2 separate regions of the Pan troglodytes genome follow, and region 2 is linked to region 1. Evidence: chromatin contacts called from public Hi-C data. All regions are on one chromosome and are shown on one strand. The core of a region is the stretch at or near the end of the contact, and the rest is flanking DNA. Distances in the headings are between cores, read along the strand shown.

Region 1 (7,633 bases), core at 1,927-4,426:
GTGTCATGTTCAGTCAGTTCCCTTGCCCCCAGGTCTTACCTGGAGCTACATGGTGTGGTTCAGGTGAGTGATGCACCTGCAGTGGGTTTGCCTCACAGCTGAGAAACTCTAAGCTTAGGAAATCCCCAATCTTTTTATCATAGGCTGCAAGAAAACCTGCTTGACCTTTACCTCCAAAGACATTATCTTCACTATATTGGATGGTAAACAAATGTGCCCCTGCTCTTGGCGGGGAGGGGGAGCAGGGCAGGGGACACTATGTATATTTTCCAAGGCAGTTTGACCAAAAAAAAAAAAAATCCTTGAAAATATAGTCTAAAACAAAAGCTGTTAGTGCCTCTGCTCACAAGACATGCAGAAATACTAGAGTCCCACAGAGAATTGTCTTCCAGCACATTTCTGCATTTCTTCCCACTAGTCATACAGAAGATTGCTCTCTTGAAAATGATCAGTGATCTAATTTCCCGATCTAACAACCTTCTAGAATCCCAGAAATAAACTCATAGGACAATAATCATTCAAGAAATATTTATTGGGTAGCTTCTATGTGCCAGGCACTGTGCAGGCCCAAATAGACATGGTCTTTATCCTAATGTGGGGAGCAACAGATATTAACCTAGTAGTTACACATACCAAAATGTAGTTACAAGCTGTGGTAAGTCATAAGAGGGGAGGGTATATGGTGGTAGGAGAGCTGACATAACAAGGTATCTTGAATGTATCTGGGAGGTCAGAAATATTTTTCCCAAGGATGTCGCTTTCAAGCTGAGACCTGAAGGATGAGTAAGAGATAGGATAACTAAAGGAGAGAATGGCATGTACATAGAGCCTTTGGCTGTTGGGATCACAGCATTTTTGAGAAACTAAAAGAAGACCAGGAATTCTGCCCAGGAAACAAGGTGAAAATGGTGTGAGATGAGGCTGGAAAAGGCAGGTAAGGCCAGACCTCGAATGGTCTTTTAGGCTGCCTTAAGAATTCTAGACTTATCCTAAAGCAATGAGAAACTGTTTAAGGAGTTTTTTGGAGTAGTGATATAGTCTCATTTGCTTTCTTAGAGGATAATTTTGGCTGCAAAATGGAGACTGATTGGAGGATCCCAGATTGTATACAGTGAGATCGAATTAGATTGGTAGTGATTGGAAAGAAGTAGACCAATTAGATTTTAGAAATAAAATTGCCAGGAGTTAGTGCTGCAACAAATATGGAGAATGGAAGAATGGAGGTGAGGGAGACATCAGCGGTTACTGACTACTAGATATTTGATTTGAATAACTAGAGAGATGGGGGATAAGGAAAACAAGTGTTCATGAACTCAGTTGGACTAAACTTTGCAACTTTGAGATATTAAGTGGCCATGTCAGTGAAGCTTGGAATTTAGAGGAAGGGTCAAACTTTGACTAGTGGATCAGATTTGGAATTTAGAGGAAAGGTCTGGGCTGGAGGCATATATGTGGAGATCACTGGCATATAGATGATAACTAAAGCCACTGGCGTGGGTGATGCTGCTTAGGCCAAGAGATTACAATGAAAACAGAAAAGAATCTAAAACTGAATTTTAAGGTACTGTTATATTTAATAGTTAGGGAGACGAGCAGGAATATGCAAAGGAATCAGAGAAGCAGTGCCTAGGAAAGTAAGGAGGAAAACCAAGAAAATGCAGTGCCAAAGGAAGAAGAAATGTTTAAGAAAGAATAGTGGTCAAAGTGTTGAGTATTGTTGAGAGGCCAAGAAAGATGAGGATTGAAAATGGCTCCCATTTTATTGATAAAAAAAAGTGAAGCATTGAGAAGAGAACTTGTTCAAAGCCAACATAATTTCTTGACCCTCTCTCTGTTCCCAGAGAACTCATACTGGTGCACATGCTAGGGTCATCTATGTGTGGGTTTTCTTCTCTCCAAAGGCCATAAATTCCTTGGTCTTCACTTTACTTCACCTTACTGCATTGCATATTATTGACTACAATCTCTAGGTCTTCAATAACATTCTTAAATTATGTGTTAATCTCCTTCAAAAACAGCTGATCTTCTTTACTCTGCCTTTACATGTAGGCATGTCCCAAACATATTTTTTTAAATATAGTTTTTAAAAGTGCCATGTCTTGGCCTCTCCCTGAACAAAGGAATCAGAATCTTGAGGGGGTAGATTGCAGGATTCTGTATTTTCAAAAAGCTCCTGAGTAGGAAGCAGAGTAGGAAAGTATTAGCTTAGCGGTAAGTTTGGAAACCACTATCTTAGTCTCAGACCAAGCATAGTTGGGCAGTAAGATGGGGAAGCCACCCCATTCGCCCACACTCTGATAAAATCCTCATACTTTGAAACAATATACAGTTATACTTCAATTATTCCAAGATCAACTTGCCAGCTGTCTGGAAGAGGGTCAAATCCAAAAGTTAAGAAAAGGAAACATCTCTCACAGGGAAAGAACTTCTGTGAAGTTCTAGTGAAGAACTAGTGAAGAGCAATGAAAATATCTCAAGATACCACTGCCCTATTTACAACCAGAAGAAAAGAAACCTCTCATTAGCTGGCTGTGGATATAAACATCCCATCAATCTTCACCTGGAGCCGCAGAGAAAACCAGCCGAGGAAGGAGAGAAGAATGAAAAATAAACAGTAAAGCAGAAAGAATAAGAGGAAGGATCAGAGTGGGCAGAGGCAGATGAGATGAAAAGCAGTGAAAGATTTTAGAAGAGGTGATGAGAACATTCCAAAGAGGGAAAAAAAGAGAGCACCAAAGTAGGGATTCTATACACCGCAGCAATCCTCTGGGACTTAAACGTATGGCCAAGATATCGGTTTGAGAGTCAGTTATCAACAAAGGATTTAATTAGCCATTGTATTCTTTAAGAATATAGAGAACAATCACATTTTAAAGAGATTTCTGTAAAACAGTTTTAAAAATATAGCTATTTTAAAAGATCGCACAATTAATACACTGAAATAAAGCCCAGACATGCAACTTGTTACATCCATCACCATTTTTGAAAGGACAGTTCCTGAGGTTGGACTCACCGGCCCAAGTACTACCCCCTCCCCAGGTCTCCGGTGGCAACTGTAAGTCAAAAGCCCTCAGGCATTATTGCAGCGTCCCACATTGCTTGAGGTTCCAGGAAGTCGCTGCTGCGCTCACTTGTAAGTCTTCGTGCTGTTGTAAAAATTGAGGTCGTGGTTTTCCACGCGATTTGGCTGGCGAAGAGACCACGAAGCCACCCCCCACGTTTTCAACTGAGTAAATATCTAAATATTTTTGCTTGCTATCCAGATCCTGGGTTCGAAGTCTTTGGGATTAGAAACTTCCAAGCCCATTTCAGAGGCTTCCTAGTCCTTGGGAGGAGTGTCTTTTAAAGCACCTGCCAGCCTTAAGTTCGCGTGCTTTCGGAAAGGGGCCGACAGGGTGCGTCTCAGGGGAGCCTTTTGAAACGTGGATTGAGAATTGTGTGAGTGTCTCTAGGAACCTCCATTAACTCCACTTTTCCTGAGTGTAGCTCCGAGCCTGGCCACAGCGGATGCTACCACGAGCCAGGCGCAGCCGGGCCTCGGGAGAAAGCCGGAAGCCCGAGAGGGTGTGGGCGCTCTGGGAGCCGAACGCGGCCGCTCAGCCGCCACGCGCCGGTGGCCCCGCGGGGACTCGCGTTCCGGTGAGAGAGCCCCGGCGCGGCGGGCTCGAGGCGGGGGTTCGGGGTCCCGGCCGCGGGCTCCGTCGGCGGGGCCCGCGCAGCCGCACTCGGCGCGCCGACTTCGGGCTCCTCCTCCCGGCTCCGTAGTAAGCATGGCGGCGGCGGCGTTCGTGGTCCCTCGGGTGAAACAGAAAGCGGGAGCTACGCGGAGAGGGAGCGAAGAGCGGGGCTGAGGCGGCGGCGTCACTGCCAGGAAACAACCCCAACAGTCAGCGCGCCGGCGGCCGCAGCGGCCCTGAGAGCTGACTCTGCAGCTGAGGTAGAGAGACAACGATCAGGAACCCTAAGAAGAGGCGCCAGAGGAGCCGCCTTCTGCCTCAGAACGGCGTGACTCGGAGGTGAGAGCGCGGGCACTCCCTCCGCGAAAGGCGGGGGACACCGAGCCGTCCCAACCCCGTCCCGCCCCGGAGGAGGCGCCGCGGAAACCGTTAGGCTGGGACTGAGGGCCGGGGCACTCTCCAGGGCTCGGCCCCGTGGAGGGGCCCGGACCACCCCCTTCTGTGGGCGCGCTGTGGGCAGAGGTGCAGAGGGGCAGTGGGGCCGGGGACAGGACCGGTCTACTAGTCGGGCACCTGCCGGGGCCGAGCCTAGCCAGGACACGCTTGCGGGGGCGCGGCCGGGGGCGCCATCCAGCCCAAAAGGAGGCAGCATCTAGCCCGAGGGAGGTGGCGCTGGTGCGCGGGCGGCCCTTCTCTGTCCCTCGCCTCCTCCCCGCGGCGAGCCGCGTAGCTCCGGAGGGCTCTGGGGCGGGGGCGGGGGCGGGGGCGGGGGCGGAATCCTCCTGAGAGGATCGCCCAGCACCCGCGGCGCCTTCGGCTTTGGCCGCCCGGCAGCCGCCGAACTTGAACGCTTTTCTGAAGAGAGTTTTCCCCGCTCATCTTGGGGTTAAAACCTCGAAAACCCGCCCTCTGTTTGATCCTGCGTGGCTGCTTCCAGTACCTGGCAGTTCCTCTCCCCGGGCGAGTTAACCACCTGTTCAGTCGGGAGGTGGACTCGAGGCTGCAGTCCTCGCCCGGTTTTAACAACCTGGATCTTCGAACTTTTGACACGGCTTTGGAAACGACGTCATGTGTTAGGTAAAGGAAAATGAACAGATAATTTCGCTGTCAGATTGCGAGCAGAAGAGGGACTGTTTTAATGGATGTGGTCGTTAATTGTTCTTTTATTCAACTGTTAGCGTTACAAGCCTTGGGATATTTTAGAGGGTGGAATGCGATGATTTGCTGGGGGTGCTAGAGATTGTGAATTCGAGATTTTCTTTTGTGAGATTTTACGTAAGTTCCTTTGGACACCTTTGTGTCTGACCATCTATTAAATAAGAGTCGCAGGCTGATGAGATTTTTTTTTTTCTTTTTGCGGTATAATCATTATGTGTTCACTATGGGTTTTTAAAACCGAACAACGTAATTATTTTGCTTCTTACTGTGGTCTGTGTTTTTTAGTTCTTGAAACCAAAGTGTGTATGCTTCTGTATTGTAGGAATGAAATAACAGTTGAACTCTTACTATAATATTTTATCACCATGCTGTTACCAGCTCCAGTACTAAACATACGCCACTCAGGAGTTTGAGCCATATGTTAGGCAGAAACGAATTGAGTTTTGTGGTTCTGATCTTATGTTTGGGTAAATATTTAGTTTTTGCGTATTTACTAACTCTTGTCATCTTGTGTCACCCACAAATGTTCAAGTGAGTTGAATCCCCTGTCTTTTGGATATTTTCTTGGTTGAATTAATTTTTCTTAAGTAGTGAGATAAAGTACTCACTGAGACAGATGGTGGCCCAACAGAAAACAGTGATGAAGGATTTTTACTACATCTTTTATGAAATATAACCTGAAATGTTGCTTTTAGCTTTGTAGCCTACTAATCTTGCTTTCTAATCACACCAGTTAGTGGGAAGAAGGGATGATGACAGGAGAAACATCTTGTTAAAATTTTAATATTAAATCTTATATTTAAATTTTTTAGCACTACTACATTAAATTTTACTATATTGTCTTGTTTCATTTCATAGATCATCTGTTAGTTTTCTATGTGTAGGTTAACTGGAAAATTTTTTATCCCAGGCTGGCTACCGTTAGCCACCTGTATGCTTCTGAATTAACTCCCTCTTTTTCCCTTTTGTCTGAATCCTCCAAATCATTGAATGCTCCGGAAAAATAAAATCCTGGTTAACACTGTCAAGCATAGTTATAAGGGTAATTAATTTATCCCAAATTAATAATAAGCATTAAAAAAATTCTAGGATTATCTTCTTTTGGTGACGTCTGTGTCTTCACTTCCTCTATCTGTGTGAGTAATTGAGACCTGATTTATTTTAACACACATGTAATGATTACTCTTTACTAGTCACATTGCTACAATATAATAGTAAGCATATTTTATTACTAATTTAAAAATTTCTCCCTCTTTCCTGACCAGCCAGACATAGCTAAGGGCTGAGACATCCTTAACCCCCCGAAAAAAAGAGGGAATGCATGATTCATATTCTCATTGTCTTTTGTAGTTTTAGGCAAAGAGCATTTAATTTATACTTTATCAATTTTTAGTAATATTTGCGCTGTTTTAAAACATTTGCATTTTTTAAGATGTTCATGACATCCAAGGCTTGTGTATTTTATAATCTGCCAGTATTTTTAAAATACAATTTGATGAAGTAACCAAAAACGTTTTTTTTTTGAAACATTGTTGGTGCATTTTTGAATGAAAATGAATCTAGATCGTGTCTTTGAGAATGGTGTAGGGATATGCACATGATTTCCAATTTTATTAGCCAGATAACTAAGTGATTAGTGTTTCTGTTTTTTGTTTGTTTGTTTGCTTTTGTTTTTTTTGTTTTGTTTTTAGCATTGCCTAGCGGACTTCAAATAAACTCACAATATTGTAATTCCGAAGGTTTAGAATATGGTGCATATTTATTCCATTGAGCCTTTTACTGCTTCAGTTTATCACATTGCAAAACAAGAAATATGGCTCCCATATGTGTTAATGTCAAAAACTACTTGTTAAAACGAAATTAGTGGCCATTAATGTTGAAAGGCAAATTTTGTACTTTTACATGTATTGTGAGCTTTTATAATTTTCTTAATATTTTGGTCTTATTTCAGATAATTATTCAGTGGTCTCTTTTTATATCTTTATTCTTACCTTTCTGTCTTCCCACTGTTGTGGTTTTGCTTGTCTTTAATACATACTTTCAAGTTTTCTGTGTAGCCTGTGGTCTTCCATCAAGTTCCTTTGTGGGTGTCATCTTTCAATGTTTCCAATCACTTATCACCCATTACCAGTCCTTGGGCTATTTTTTCCTCCAAGATTGAGAACTACACCTGGGAGATGTCATGTGCTTGCAGGGTGATGCAATGTTATTAAAGTGGGGATACAAACATAGTGTGATGTCTTCCTTCCTTCAAGTAGTTTACAAATTAGTTGGGGGTACTAGACTAATAGTATCATTAGCAAAAATTATAATATGGTATTATTAAGTTGTGTGACACCAACTGGAATTTAAAGGGAAGTGAAGCCAGTGAGAGCTAGAACAATCCTGGAAGGCATTTGGAGGGAGTCAGAGGAAACTTAGAAATGATTTAGATAACAAAAGGAAAGGCATTCCAAAAGAGATTCACAGGCAGAGTTGGAAGTAGTAGTAGAATAAGTAGTCCAAGAGCATCCAAGGACAGAAATTGGGACGAAGAAAGAAAGAAAGTTAGGTCGAGATGTTAGCTTAAGCACCAGGGCATCAGAAGAGGAAAATAGGCAGAGCTGGACAAGACAGTTTGTATCATTAGGAACCTATCACTGAAAGAACTGTACCTCAGCTTTGACATATTAATAGCTTAAGCTTTATGTATAATGGATAGCTTATATGTGTTTGTTTATATGGCTTAGGTCAGGGGTCGGCCAACTTTTTCTGTAGAGTGCTAGATAATTAAATATTTTAGGTTTTGCAGGCCATTT
Region 2 (7,122 bases), core at 3,197-5,696, 140 kb after region 1:
ATAAGAAGGTGGGCTGCAGAGGCTTGCTTTTTGTTTAGCGGCTGAAGATCAGAGACATGGTCAGATTTACAGGGGGGCTGGGTCTAGCGTTTATGAGTACATTCTGTTGAGACCAGGAGACTCCTTGCCCTTTGGTCTCATTTTTCAGGGCAACCCTGCCTTTTCATAGGAATTTTGAAGTTAACAATTACCTTTCCCCACTTGTAAGAATAGGCCCTTACTGTCTTATCTCCTCTGGGGTGTCTTACATATATTTATTGAGACCTATTTCTCTAGGTTATCCTTTGCCAGTTGTTTTCCACCTTTGTGTGAGATGGGGCCTTTGAACATAGTTTACACTTTTTGAAAAGTATAGCCTTATTATTAGATAATCCTGCCTTTGCCTCGCTTTGTGCCCTTGGCATGTTACTCTGCTTCAGTTTTCTTACCTGGAAATGATGCTCACTTCACTTGTTAGGATTAAGTGAGTTAACGCAAGTAAAACACTCCAAATGATGCCTAGTACGTACTCTGCACTATGTGGTTATTTTTGAAAACATGGTGATCATACTTTTACATATTATAACTATTTACTGAGTATCATCAACCAATATACTTGATACTTTAAATTTATTTAATTTCATTCTCACAACAATGCTATGATGTTGATTAACCTTGTCACTGAAATAAGCTAAGACTTCAGAGAAGAGCAGTAAATTGCCTTGCTAATAAATACTGAAGCTGTTATTAAAATATATCTTTTAATACCAAAATTCACTTTCTTTCCACTGTACAACTTGTTACAAACCGCTGTCATTATCATTACCTGTATATTTTTGTTAGCTGTTAATAAATTTCCTCTGAAGTTACATAGCACCATAAAGTAATGAAAGATCTCCAAAAGTTCTTATTCTTTCCTGTTGTAACTGGACATCTTTGGTCTCCTTTCTGGTCTCTACTTGTTCTTGGATAGAGAACTCTGAACCTGCACCTGAGGCTGTCTTTTCAGATTCGTGGATATGAGTAAGAATGCCATCTACTGAGCACCTGCACTTTAATTTAAATCTTAAAAAAAATCAGAAAGAAAATAAAACCAATAATGAAAGTGGTAGTCTTTATTCTCTTAAGAGGCAAATAACAGCCTGAAACATAAATCCCACCTTTGAGACACATGTCTATCAAACCTATATTCTATACACAATTATTTGTGTATTGTGGATATTCCTTAAGGATTGAGTATGGAGAATTACGTTATACAATGACATTTCAGACTGAATCTTTTAAATTAATATTATCTCAAATGTTCTAAATGAAAATTAGCGGCAGGCTGCATGAGTAAAAAATTAGAAGATAGCACCTGTGGTGTTATTGAAGTGAACACAAAGAGAATCATTTTACATCAAATATATATTTCTGAAAAGTATACTTTGATGAGCTTTTGAATTGGTTCATAAGGAAGTCTGAAAGATGGTCAAATTCAGGGCAGCAGCAGTAGAAATCATTTAATCTTTTTTTTCCCCTATATCAGAAATGCTGCAAGCGGGAACGTTTGCTTTTTTTTTCCCCCTTGCCCTTTCCTGGGTCACTGCAGGTCACGTGATGACTATCACGTGACTCGGTCAAAGGATCTTTTCCTCTTACAGCCTTGCAAAAAAAAAAAAAAAAAAAAAAGCCGTTCTCCAATTAAAGCTGTTAACGTGTACTACGCTGTTTCCTTGTTGGATTTTCTTGTTCTCTGCTGCTACTGTAAAAACGAAATGAGTGGTAAGATTTGCTGTTTTCGAACATTCTGCTTTTATTTTAAGACAGAAAGCATTGTATTAATCTAAAGTCATGCCGTGTGTTTTTAAAAATAGATGCTAAATATCATCGCCATAAAATATTTTAAATTGTTGCCATGTAATTACAAAAAGGTTAGACTATGTAGAGTTATTTTGTAATTTTGTATTCCACGGAATATTCCATTCTAGGATCTTTATTTTACTAGGTTTTTCTTCTAGAGCTAAAATCTGAAAATTGGCATCAGATTATTTGGAAGCCATTGTGAACGCTGGCTTATAGAGAATATGTAGCACAGCAGCAGCACGTTGCATTTTAAGAATTAAAACTCCTGGACAAATTTGTAATTTTATTTAAAAAAAACCTCTTAAATATGAATGTATATTAACAAGGAAAGATAAAGAAGAATTTAAGTTATACTAGTTGAAATATCTTCTTTAAGTCAGTGATGGCACTTTTTAAGAAGCAGGGGTGGGGAGCTTCTCAAATTTCTTAAGACAATTGGTTAGAATTGTTTACTCTTCTGCAGGTTTTTGAAATAGGAAATGTATCCTTAATAGCTCCATGATTGGGGTAAATCATGCTCAAATCACATAGATTATAAAGGAGCTGCTAAGTGTATGCACAGTTGTTGTCAGGTATTGCTACTCTTGTGCCAGGCATACATTTGACAATAGGATCTGAGTTTCTTCCTTGGGACAAAATCTCCCTCATTGCATACAAATTTAAGTCAGTTTGTAGTTAATTTTCTGTTACTTTCTAAATTAAAAAGTATTGTTGGAACTAAGGAGCTAATCAAACATTTACATCATTAAATATGCAAGGCTTTAAGGTTTCGCTACTATAGACACAGGAGTAACAACAGACATGACATGCTGTAAACGTTGTAGTTCTAAACATCGATACTTGTATTTATTATGTTTATACAATAGGGGTTTGCATTCAGTGTTGAATGTTACTTCACAGCAATATTTTAGGCATTAAATATGGTACCGATAAATTGTCTTTTTTAAAAAAAATCTGGCTGGGCATGGTGGCTCACACCTGTAATCCTAGCACTTTGGGAGCCCGAGGCAGGTGGATCACCTGAGGTTAGGAGTTCAAGACCAGCCTGGCCAACATGATGAAACCCCGTCTCTACTAAAAATACAAAAATTAGCCGGGCATGGTGGCACATGCATGTAATCCCAGCTACTCGGGAGGCTGAAGCAGAAGAATCGCTTGAACCCAGGAGGAAGAGGTTGCATTGAGCTGAGATAGCGCCACTGCACTCCAGCCTGGGCAACAGAGTAAAACTCCATCTCAAAAAAAAAAAAAAAAATCTAACCATATACAATTTCTGCCTCAGGATAAAAAAATTTTTTTTTGCTAGAGTGAAAGGATTACTTCGTAAAGAAGTAAGTTAATCAGTCTTTTTCCTGGACTACATCTAGTAATATATTTACTACTGGTTTATTTTAGCTTACATTTCTCTTTTCAGCATCACACTTAGATATAATTAAAAAACAAAGTAGAATCTTGTATTACCAAATTATAAACTATTTTAGCGGCTATCAAAGTATAAAATGGTTTGAATTGTAACTACATATATATTCGTATTTCTGGTAAAAGGAGGGCCACTTGAAGCAATTGTGTGATTTTACTATTTTAAATGTAATTAGCAATAACTTATTATTCTGATGGCAAAAGAAAAACCTATTCTGATGACTTGATGTAAGGATTAAATTTGACAGCATATAAAAGGACCCACAGTAAAAGTGCAATGCTAATGGCCTTTATTAAGATTATAAAATATGATTTTCAGTGAATTCTCTGTCAAGTTCTCAGCTGAATTTCACATATTGTAAGTAATACCTAAGCCACCTGTAAGGATTCAGGAAGTTAGTTTACTGTAGTTTTATATAAATTAGCTAATGGAAGTAAACCAGCATTAGTTTAAAACAGTTCTCATTTCTCTTGAGTCTAGAATATAGGAGCTAAACGGTGAGTTTTGCATGAAGCTTTTCTGCCTAGAGGTATAAAGCAGCTCACAAGTTTTATTCAGTAAATTAATAGGTAATGTTTGCTTAAACTTAAGAAAATTTTATTCTTTCTCTCATGTTTTTAAGTATGTAAAGACAACAAAGGCCTTAATTTTCCTTAGAGGCTTTGGAGCATTGTTCTTAAGCCTCAAATTATATCAGTTGCCAATACTGCACAGTATTTTAATGTTTACTAAAAATGTGGTAAGGATATGTCCTTAGAAATAAAACTACCTGGTTTTGAATCCCACTTCTACCACTTGGGGAGCTTAATCTCTCTGTGCCTCAGTTTCCACATCTAGAAAATGGAGATGATGATGATGATGATGATAATATTTACCTGATAGAATGATTATGAGGAGAAAAAATATGTAAAAGGCCTGGCACATAGTAAGTTAGTATTAGCTATATATAATTAAAATAATATTCTGGACAACTTCATGTATTTGGTGGTGGTCTTGTTTTGGATGGGAAGAGTATCTTATTGAAAAGTTCTTTTCACAGCCAGATATTATATAGTGTAATTTAGTGTTCTACACAAACACTTCTTACTTTCTCTCAACCACTTCAGTCTTATCCCTACTTTCTCTTCCCCTCCCCACCTCTTCTGTCCTTTCTCTCCCCTCCCCCTTTCTCCTATTTCTCCACATCGTTCCTCCTCCCCCTTACCCTTCTGTTTTCTCCTCTCCCTCCCTTCTTGTCTTCTCTTCACTCTCCTTTACTGCCTCTTGTCCCCTTTCTTATCCCTCCCTTTTCTTCTCTTACCTCTCGCCTCTCTCCTTCTCTCCCCTCTTGCCTTTCTCCTCTCCTTGCTTGCTTCCCCCTTTTTTCCTCCACTTTCCCCACTTTCCTTACCCCTGTTTAGTATTTTCCGTCACCCGTTTAGTATTTTCCCTCTTACACCCCCTTTCTTTTGTATTCTCTTTTCTCTTCCCTAGCTCTCTCATCTCCCTAGCCCTAATTTCATCACCACTGTGTGGTTCTGTCCTCACCCCTTGCCTTCCCTAGAAAGGGCAGAATGGCTGTAATCCGGATTTGTTGTGACCTCCATGCCCTTTATTCTGATTTTCTGAAGTATGTATAATATTAAGAGTTACTTGTTTTCTACCCTACATTTGAGCTTTTCCTCCTTTATTTCTTTTATAGCTGAGAGCCATTATATAATGGTTGATTATAATTCTGCATATAAAAGAGATCCTTCCCCCTTTACATTCCTCATCAGACCTTTGTTCTTATTCCCTTAGAAATAAGTAATTTCTTTGAAAAGGTTTCATTTCAGGTTATAAAAAACTGGTGGGCATGAGGGGACACTGCAGTGTAAAGTTACAGGAAGAAAGGAACGGAAGGGGGGTAAGAGACTTTTTTAAAAGTTACATAAAGCAACTAAGATTTTAGTTCCTAGAAAGAACAAAACACACCTTCTCCAAATGCTTCTTTTGTTCCCAGAAACGTTAAAAGAGAAGGTAAACTAGAGATAATAGTTATAAAAGTTAATTGGAAAACCTAACACTATAAAAGTGAAAGGAAGTGTAGAGTGAGAGAAGCTGAATTTTCTTTTTTAGAACTTTTTAGTGTGAGAAACAAAAAAAAAATTTTTTTTTTCCTTTGGGTAAGTACACGTGTGGCATTTCTCTTTGTTCTTAAGCCCCCATAGACATGAGTCACACATTACACAAGTATTTTAACCCTAACAAAGCAAGTTCCAAATTTCTAACTATTCTTCCTCTTGCTGCTTTTCACTCTTGCTTTTTTATTTTGTCCCTGTTACTTTTGAAAATTTTGCCTTTTGTATTTTTCATTGATTTTATATGCAGAGTTTAGTTTGATTTTTCTCTAGGTCAGTGTTTCTAAACTTACACTATTATAAGAGTCACCTGGGATATTTGTAAAGTGAATATAATGATTCAAGACCCCATTGACTAAGAATCTCTAGGAGAGCCTGTTAATATGTTTTAAAAAGCCCTCCAACCTCCCCCCCCGCACCACCCCTACCCCAGCAACTTTAAAAAACACAAATGTAGGTAAAGGGTAATTTGTGCACTTTACAAGATAAATTTTTATAACAAGTCAATCATCTGAATTTCTTTTTATAAAAATGTAGTTACTGTTGGCTTGAGTGTTTAGATGAAGTATTCAAAATGTAATTCAAATTGTTTTCAACTTTAGCCCGATAAGCAATCATGGGTTAATACATCATTTCTGTGACCCATTCAGGTCCTGCTCAGGTTCCAATGATGTCCCCAAATGGTTCTGTGCCTCCTATCTATGTGCCTCCTGGATATGCCCCACAGGTATGTTTTTATGCTATTTTTCTTTTCATATTTATATAATAGTGATAATGTTATTCTCTTTGACTTTGATTTTGATTAACAAAAACCATTTAATTACTGAGGCTTACCAAGTGTTGTGTATCTATCATAAATCTCTTTCAAGTATTTTAGTACATTTGGAAAGGAAGAAAAATTTTTATTGGCAGCACTCATCATTTGTCCTTGTCTTTGGGTATTAAGTCACAAAAGAAAATTCATTCTAGAGTTTTATCTCCCTAAATATATGACTAAATAAAAATAATATTTTAGGTTGTAAAGGTGCCTACACTGACATTTTTAAATTTAGAAATTTGCTTAGATGTAACCCAAGACAATGCTTCCAACTTTATTCATACAATGAATCTCAGACACTGTTGATAATTGCATGGCATATTGTGTTCAATAGAAAAGAGTTTAGCAACCCTGAGGGACGGGGGGGGGGAGGAAAAAAAAAATCAGTATCTCCATACACCTGTAACCTTTTATGCATAATGACTGGGAAGCTCTGACCTTAAGTATAGTAATTTATGAACACAGGCAAACTGAATTAAACTGTAAAATCTGCAGGTGTTCAATATCTTCCACTACTGAGATTTCGTATGGTCTGCACTCTTTGCCTCAATCTATTTTGGGAAATAATCATTTTCTCTCCCTAGCATTGAATTTACACTTGAAGTTTTTCTTCAGGCCCTCTGTTACTTCCTCCCTGATTATGCCAGAATATTGGTGGTGGGATATTGGGGTGGATTTTCTGCACACTCTGTGAAGCACACCATCACATGAACGACAGCAAAAGAAGAGCGTGCTGGGAAGGAGAGAATGGAATGAGATTTAGAGTCAGAAAAGCTGAATCCATATCTTATTTCAAACCTTTGCTGGCTGCATGGTCTTGGGCAAATCAACTTCCTTCAGTCTCAGTGCCTTCATTATGAGATGAGATCACGTACTGAAATTACCTTGTAAGCTTTTCAGAGTAGTCTCTACTAACTATCTCTACTTTTGTTTAGCACACTGACTCCTTAATATAGTCTGCA

Evidence for each region. A called contact is a pair of places that touch in the nucleus more often than the background predicts.
Region 2: a contact with region 1 is called in a Hi-C map of induced pluripotent stem cells, with 1.9 times the contacts expected there. The contact joins the enhancer-like site here to the promoter of FNDC3A in region 1. A contact is called at or near these places in 2 of 7 Hi-C or Micro-C datasets (induced pluripotent stem cells and stem cell-derived neural progenitor cells) and 1 of 1 datasets of contacts at active chromatin or transcription factors (stem cell-derived excitatory neurons).

Annotation. Positions count from the first base shown.
Region 1 is chr14:54,571,942-54,579,574 of NHGRI_mPanTro3-v2.0_pri, forward strand. It overlaps FNDC3A (fibronectin type III domain containing 3A), which reads left to right and starts at 3,177. Exons shown (of 26, transcript XM_063792541.1): 1 at 3,177-3,230.
Region 2 is chr14:54,708,790-54,715,911 of NHGRI_mPanTro3-v2.0_pri, forward strand. FNDC3A (fibronectin type III domain containing 3A) reads left to right here. Exons shown (of 26, transcript XM_063792541.1): 4 at 5,994-6,070. Among named protein-coding and RNA genes, the nearest start is that of MLNR, 100 kb to the right of the region's middle. Within about 2 kb of position 4,447, at least 5 of the 24 cell types and tissues checked have an H3K27ac peak or open chromatin away from gene starts, as enhancers often do. A contact at or near this core is called in induced pluripotent stem cells and stem cell-derived neural progenitor cells, where this site is marked.